2 separate regions of the Mus musculus genome follow, and region 2 is linked to region 1. The links are chromatin contacts, called in public HiChIP or PLAC-seq maps. All regions are on one chromosome and are shown on one strand. The core of a region is the stretch at or near the end of the contact, and the rest is flanking DNA. Distances in the headings are between cores, read along the strand shown. Region 1 has its middle 17 kb from the start of Gm32406. Region 2 has its middle 45 kb from the start of Slc38a2.

Region 1 (3,977 bases), core at 946-3,445:
CAGAAAGGTATTTATAAAAGATGAATAGATTCTAGAGGGGAATGTATTCACAGGTCTCTGGCATGGGAAACCAGTGATGGGTGACCACTTGCTGGGACACAGGAGCTTGGCAGAGGAAGCAAACTGGAGAAAGAGACAGATGAAGAGAGAGAGAGCCTCCCATTGCCCTAATCTCTGTCATGTTTGTGTCTTCACGGAAGCAGAAGCTTACATACTGGGTGGACATTCTGCTCTGCAGCTTGTGAGGTTGTAAAAGTGTCCAGCATACAGACGGGATGTTAGGCCATGGACAGGTTATGTTGTCCACAGAAGGAACAGAGAGGCAAACAGAAGAGCGCTCAAAGAAACCCTGAGAAAGGCAGGTGGAAGACAGGACGAGAACAAGGCACAAAGGGGCGGGAGAAAGAGACGACCTCATGGCCAACATCCCCAGACCTGATCCCCATGGTCGACGCCACCCAGACTCACTGGATTAACTGGGGACCCTTAAAAGATCACTACTGTTCCATTTCTCTCGAAGCTCTTCTTCTCCTATCAGCTGATGTGACCAACACCCATACAGCAGACAACTGTCGGGTCTGGGTTCAGACACGATGCACCTAACCCTCAAGAGCCTGGAGGCCCCAGGGAGTTTAGAGGTCTTGTGGGGTGGAGGAAGGGGAGTAGGGACATCCACGTGGAGACAGGGGGCCAGGGAGGAGGTATGGGATGTGGAACAGTCAGAGGGTGGACTGGGAGGGGAATAAAATCTGGAGTGTAAATAAATAAATAAATAAATAAATAAATAAATAAATAAATAAATGATTTTTTAAAAAAACGTTCTTCCTCTCCTCGCCCCTGCCACACCACCTGCCCCAGGTGTCCCTTATCCTCACCCCTGCCCTCACCACCTGCCCCGAGGGTCCCTTATCCTCATCCCTGCCACACCACCTGCCCTGAGTATCCCAGAGTAAGGGCCGCTCTCTCTCTGAGCTCCCAACATGTCCGCTCCCTTACATTCTGGTTTCTCACCTCAGCACAACATGGGCATCGTATTGGCACGTTTGTTTGGGCGCTACTTGTCTAAAGGCTGTTTCTCCGCTAGCCTGTAAGCCCCAAGGGAAAGGGCAGAGCTGTGTTATTTAGTTCACATGTGTATGCTCACGGCCTTGCATGTAGGACACCATCAATGCCTGTTGAACAAATGCTTAGGGGGGAAAAAAGGCTTTCCTTTCTTGAGGCGGGGGTCTCTGCTTAGGCTAGTCTTCCCGTTCTAGCCTCCCACGTGCTGGGAGTACGGGTTCTGACCACATCTGGTGAAAAATAGGGTCCGTTTAAGTTTGAACTATGAAGACTGTAGGGGTTATTTTAAAAGGAATTTTAAATTTGGTATGTTTTAGGACTCTTTTCTTTAGGGAAGGAAAAATAACTATCACTGACACTCTGATGAGTATATTTATAACTTCAGGAGGTCGGGTGTCGCAAAAGAGTTGATATATACCACTTATACCAAGTGTGCTGGCACACGCCTTTGATTGAAGTATGCCCGAGGCAGAGACAGGCAAGCTCTGTGAGTTCAAGGCCTGCTGGGGCTACAAAGTGATACAGAAGAGTGGGTGATACAAAGCAGCACCCACTTGTGTCATTGATCTCTCTGGAGGTAAATGACGTCAGTGAGCCCTGGAGGCTCTGCGCATCATGCAGTGGTCCCATCAGTGACGGCAGAAGTAGAAGCTGCATTTAGCATTTACTGCTGCTACATGTTGCATTTAGCATTTACTATGCTGCTACATGTTGCATTTAGCATTTACTGTGCTGCTACATGTTGCATTTAGCATTTACTATGCTGCTACATGTTGCATTTAGCATTTACTATGCTGCTACATGTTGCATTTAGCATTTACTATGCTGCTACATGTTGGGTGATTCTCCTGCCTCCTCTGCTTGTTCTTCTGGTTAAAAAGGTAGATTTATTATTATTATTATTATTATTATTATTATTGGGGGGAAGAGGAGGGGGAGATGGAAGAGGAGGGAGTGGAGGAGGAGGGGGAGGAGGAGGAAGAGGAGGGAGTGGAGGAGGAGGGGGAGGAGGAGGCTGTTGTCATTACCTCAACCTGACTGGCACAGAGGGACCAGTATAGATCCCCAGCTGACTTCTTGCAGTGTTCTGATTAGTTCTGGCCCTAAAGCTGCTTTTTCTTCCGCGACTCATCCCACGTATGCTCGCTTAGTCACATGGGTACAAGACATTGTTTAGGGAGACATTCCAACACAGCCCAGCTTTCAATAGCCTGTCAATCAAGTTGCCCTTGCTGGAAGCATTCCTTAGATAAGGACCTCTCTCCTCTATGCCTTTGTTAGCATGTTTGCCTGGAGATCTGCCATCCCCGGCTTTCAAGGAGGTTTGAGTAGGCTCTTTCCCCTTCTTTCTTCCCAGACTTTCCTCAGCAAGAGGTGGGTGTTGGGTGACAGGCCTGCTGCGGCCTTCTCATCTGCAGGGTAGCACAGATGGCAAACATCAGGGTGGGGACTCATGCCCAGCTCTGCCTTACTTGCAAGGCCGCTCTTCCCGGCACGCTACCCTCCACCCCCTCTCTGACTTAGAGCAGAGCAGTAGCTGTCTTTCTATGTTCTGCTTGTTGTTCGTTTGGTTGGTTTGGTTTTTCAACACAGGGTTTCTCCGTGTAGCCCAGGCTGTCCTGGAACTCACTCTGTAGACCAGGCTGGTCTCAAACTCAAGAGATCCACCTGCCTCTGCATCCCGAGTGCTGGGATTAATGGTGCACCCCACCACCGCCCTGCTGCATCTCTGATTTTAATTGGTGTTGTTAGCATTATCTGTCTGGCTGCTGGGCACAGTCCTTGGGCAGTTTTGCTGCTGTATCAGCCCGAAGGTCTGCAGTTTTAAGAACCTGAGACAGTGAGAAGAAAGCTCGTAGGAAAGGAAGGCACGGTTTGAACTGCAAGGTGGTACGGGTGAGACTTCAGCAGACGGCCGAGTTGGTGCTGAATGCACTCGATAATTTCAATAGAGATAACACGGTAGCCTCTTAATGCGTGTTGCAGAATTGGAATGTAGTCACCAAAATTCAAGTGTTCGAAACTTCCCCAGTGCAGCAGAGGTGAGAAACGAGCCAAACAGGAAGTGTTTGTTTCACTGAGTGTTGTAGAGAAAGGATCTCTTGTAAGCATCACCTGTCAATAAAAAAAAAAAAAAGAAAAACACAAAAAGACCAACAAACAAACAAACAAACAAACAAACAAATAGGAGGTGGGGCACTGGCAGGAAGAGAGAGGATTCTGGGAAATAGTGAGTGTATAAAAGAGAGAGTCAAGAGACCATGGAGACAGACCACAGAGAGGGGTCTAAACCAGCAGATTAGATGAACTCAGGGAGACACGTGAAGAAAGAAGGGGGCTGGGACTGAAAGAGAGGTAACTAACCAACTGGTAGACATAGAATAGTTTAAATGGTTAACTAAGTCACAAGCTACTCAGAGAATGAGTCAAAACTTACGGCCTAGGAATTTAATAATAACTAATTAGTCGTGGAGTCTTCTTTCCAGGAGCTAGGAAAGGAAAAATGGATTTTATTATTATTTTTTGCGTGGTGTCCACCTAATTAATATTAAGAAGACTTGGATTTTATTAAAATTTTACAGGGTGTCTCCCTATTAATAGTAAAAAGGGCTTTTTGTTATTTGTTTATATAGTACTAGAGGTCAAACCCTGGGGCCACTGAGCTATGACCCAGGCTCCTCTACCCTAATAAAGGACAATTGTCGCTATAAAAGGGTGAGCGGTATGTTTTCTTGTTTGTGGTTTTGTCTTCTCTTACCCCGTCTGCCTTCCGCCATGGGGAGAGGCCATGAGAAAGTTCTTACCTGATACTGCCGGCTCCAGTCTTGGTCTCCCCTGTCTTCACAATGAAGAAAAAAATAAATGTATATTTTTTTAATGGATTCTCAGCCTCTGTTAACTCTTTACAACAGAAC
Region 2 (3,977 bases), core at 597-3,096, 220 kb after region 1:
TTGCTATGTATAGTTCCTTACAAGATTTAATTTGAAAACCAAGTTTAGTTGACGAGAAAAGTGGAACCTGTCTCAAGGAGTCCTGCCTCTCAGTTTGGGGACACAGAGCTGTCACTTGGAGCTCAGTGCCAGTGTGTTAGCAACCCGCATTCTCTGTATTGTGTGTATCATACTGCAGAGAGGGCGTCTTAGACTCCTATGTGTGACATTTGGAACAATTCCAGTTGTGTGCTTACCTGCAGTGTAAGGATAGTTAAGATAACACGGGTAGGGAAGCTGCCCTGCCCAGTGAAGGAAGTGATTCATTGACAGCCATGCTTGGGGAAACGCAACTCAGGATTGCATCAGCCAGCATTTGAAAACAACGGGTCCCAGGAAATTGTTTGGAAATCCATCCTGGCACTTTCCCTTATTGGTCTAACTACTGGCTGGGTTAATGCAAGCAGCTGCCGCTGGTGCTGTGCGTTGCTGGTTATGTACTCTGGTAGCTCTGGAAGGGGTGTGGGAGGCTCTCTCATTTGCTCACTGAGGGAAATGAGGCCCACAGAGGACCTGGGGTTTGCTCAGTGTTGCGTAAGCAGAAGGTGGTGGAACCAGGAGTTCCTAAATTATCCAGTTCTGCCAAGGTAGCATGAGGGCATGGGTTGTAATCGGATCTCTTAGAAACTTGCTTTTCTGACTTGGGGAATGGACTCCATACTCTGCGGTAACGTTGTAAATATGACACGAAACCCTGTGAGCGCATGCATGTAAAACATCGCAGGCAGTATTTTCACATACACAGAACACTGCATTTATGAATCACGTCTGTATTATGTATCGCCTTCTACTCTTCCCTCCTACCATCTTGTCGACAGGCATAGGCTTAACTTACACTTCTAGACATCCACCCCAAATCTTTTACCTACATTGTAGCAAATTACAGCACGGTTTATGAAATCCCCGACCTAATGGTTTCTCTGGGGACTAACTTAGAGCAAATTTCCTCCAGTATTTTCATTGTTAGCCTCTTCGTCCATTTTGCAAAGGCCAAGAGCATTTCCAGGTGATCAAGATGAAGCTACGGTTTGTTGAATCGTACCGTTGGATGGTGTCCGGACGGAGCTGTAATACATGAGCCAGATGACATATCAGAAGAGGCCATAAACATGGGGCCGAAGCAGAATCACAAAAATGCACTTATCTGCCAACGCATTGGTGTAAGCAGTTACACAGCTGGTCAGGAATTTCCTGCCGTGCCATTTCCCCTCCCCCCTATGGAACTTTTCAATGGCTTGAAATGGGCGCCCGCACCTCTTCCTCGGGCCTGGCGCCTGGCTGTTATCAGCTCCATTCAGCTATTCCTCCCTATAAGGTTTGGAGTGCTCCTGACACTTGTGAATGGGTGTGCCCAGGAATGTGTGTCTGTGTCTGTGTCACCGAAGACCCGGTGTCATCTTCCCCTTCTCTCACACAGGAGTGCTGTGAGTGACTTTTCTAACACGTATTAGTTCTTTAGACGTCTAGGAAAACAGTTTCATAAGATCAGAAGCCATGCGTGTTTTACCAGAAATAATCTCCTAAAACACTGATATGTCAAGTAGCGGTGAAGAAACTTCCAGGGAGCCGAGGAAGGGAATTGGAGTATTTTTCTTGTCTTTTTAATTTTTTTAAAGACTTATTTACGTGGGTGAGTGTTTTGTCTGTGCATGAAGTGTACATCAAGTGCCCTCAGAGGTCAGAATAAGGCATTGTTTTCCCTGGGACTGGAGTTACAGATGACTGCAAGCCACTCTGTGCTCTTAACTGCTGAGCCATCTCACCAGCCGCTAATCTGAGTATTTCTAGTTAGAACTGTGAGGCAAAGTGAAACAGGATGCTGCAGAGGGTGCCATGAAGCTTGGCTGCCCACAGGGTCCAGGGCAGCCCCACAGCCAACTCAATGAGCTGGTGGAGCACTGGGGGATTCAGTTCTGTTTTCTTCAGCTCAAGAAATGGGAGCGCTGGCCAGTGCTCTTCATCTCTGACTTATTTTGCGAAGTCAAATGAAACACCCTGAAAATCTTCATTTAGATACACAGAGGAAAACTCCCACAGCCCTGTTTTAGCCCACAGACATGCAAATTAACCTATTTTAGCAAATTAACCTATTTTAGCGTGTGTTCCGATCGTGAACAGGAAGTAGCATAGAGAGGGAAATTTGATGGTTTTTAGCTTTCCATGGAGAGACTAGGCCCTTTTGTTTGTTTGTTTTTTTTAAATTAGATTCAGTAATAGCAGATATTTAGGAATTATCAGTTTCCTAAATATAATCTAATGTAAACCCCCTTTTTTATTATCAATTTCATAACAATCTACAAGGACAGGGAGAATATCACTATCTTTTTAAACTCTCTTGGCAGCCCCTTTATGCAGCTGTCAGGTGAGCTTTATCAGGTGTGTTAACTCACTAGGATTACAATTTCTGACAAACTGCACAGGCAAGTGCCTCTGGTGTGGCAGGTTATTCCTTTAATCCCAGCACTACAGAGGCAGAGGCGGGCAGATCTCTGAGAGCTTCAGGCTAGCCTGGTCTACATAGGGATTCCAGGACAGCCAGGGCTACACAGTGAGACCTGTGGGGAAAACATAAAAGAGAACATGCCATTACTACTCTCTTGACCTTACAGTGGAGCTAATGTCTAGAAATGCAAACACAAGTTCATAGAGATTTTACTGGGCAACTGGACGAGGGGTAAACCAGGAATGTGTGTCTTGGAAGGAGCAGGAAGAATAGCCATGACTTCTTCAGGTGATGGCCTATTTTGTAAGACTGGAAACTCGGCGACAAATGTGTTTAGAAGCAGAAGGGAAATTTACTTTGAAAACATTAGCTGCTCAGTAAGTAGGCATGTTGAAAATGAAAACATCAGCAGCAAAAGCTTTTGTAACTACAATTGCTATTATTTATTTTTGTTTTTTACAATACTGGGGTTTGAACCAGGATCTTGTAGGTGCCAGGCAAGTGTTTATCAGCTGAGTTATAGCCTCAGCCTTCAAAATTATAATTTATAGGAAAACAGAATTTCATTGTTATAAGAACAGACTGCATAAAGGCAAAAGCCATTCTTAGACAAAGCTCGTAGAATAGTGTTTAGTAAAGACAGCAGATAGAAACAGACATGTGTCAATAAGTCGATAACAAAGTAATTATAAATAATCATATTATAAAATACATAGGTCCTTAGTAAGGAATTAGCTGAAACATACTGACGACATGAGAGAAGACTTGAATGTATGACTGGCTTGGTTTTTTTTTTTTTTTTTTCTTTCTAATTTTCAAAACAGGGTCTTCATGATGTAGCTCTGGCTGTCCTGAAACTCACTCTGTAGACCAAGATGGCCTGGAAGTCACAGAGATCTGCCTGCCACTGCCTCCCAAGTACTAGGATTAATGACTTTCACCACTACCTAGGTCTGATCAGAATGGCTTTTATTTGGGAGTATTTGATACTGTAACAGCTTGCATTCTTTCTAGAAGAATCTAATTGGTTAACGTTAGTGGAATTAAAAATTCAATAGATATTGTTTTACACTTGTGAAATTAATTGCTTAGTGGAAGACTGCCTGTGCAAAGGAAGCCAGTGGAAGTCCAGAAAGAGGAACAGTGGCTGAATATAGGTTTGCCTTTCCTAAATAGTCGCTAATTCACCAAATGTGTTGAGTCTTTCCTACGCATGTGGCAGCATTTTATAACCAGTGATACAAAAATCAATCAAATAGAGCCAGATTTGGTTTCTCGTGGAACTTAAACTTGGAGATACAAACAGTATGCCAATAAACATGAAAATATGCAAGGTAAATGGTGGTGACATGAAGGAGAAGGAAGCGAAGAAGGGGCCAGACCAGGGAGTTAGGGGCGAAGGTGGGTGTGGGTATGAAACTATTAATACTAACTGTCAACAGGGTGTCTGGAGAACTCTAGGAGTAAGAGTCAGTGAGTTGTGAAGTTATCTGGG

The links. HiChIP or PLAC-seq counts read pairs in DNA pulled down with a chosen protein or histone mark.
Region 2: a contact with region 1 is called in an H3K27ac HiChIP or PLAC-seq map of extraembryonic endoderm stem cells. The contact joins two enhancer-like sites. A contact is called at or near these places in 2 of 484 Hi-C or Micro-C datasets (both in embryonic stem cells), 2 of 115 datasets of contacts at active chromatin or transcription factors (extraembryonic endoderm stem cells and trophoblast stem cells) and 1 of 9 other capture datasets (embryonic stem cells).

The regions. Positions count from the first base shown.
Region 1 is chr15:96,522,131-96,526,107 of GRCm38.p6, forward strand. No RefSeq gene overlaps it. Among named protein-coding and RNA genes, the nearest start is that of Gm32406, 17 kb to the left of the region's middle. Within about 2 kb of position 2,196, at least 65 of the 459 cell types and tissues checked have an H3K27ac peak or open chromatin away from gene starts, as enhancers often do. A contact at or near this core is called in extraembryonic endoderm stem cells and trophoblast stem cells, where this site is marked.
Region 2 is chr15:96,743,070-96,747,046 of GRCm38.p6, forward strand. No RefSeq gene overlaps it. Among named protein-coding and RNA genes, the nearest start is that of Slc38a2, 45 kb to the left of the region's middle. Within about 2 kb of position 1,847, at least 138 of the 459 cell types and tissues checked have an H3K27ac peak or open chromatin away from gene starts, as enhancers often do. A contact at or near this core is called in extraembryonic endoderm stem cells and trophoblast stem cells, where this site is marked.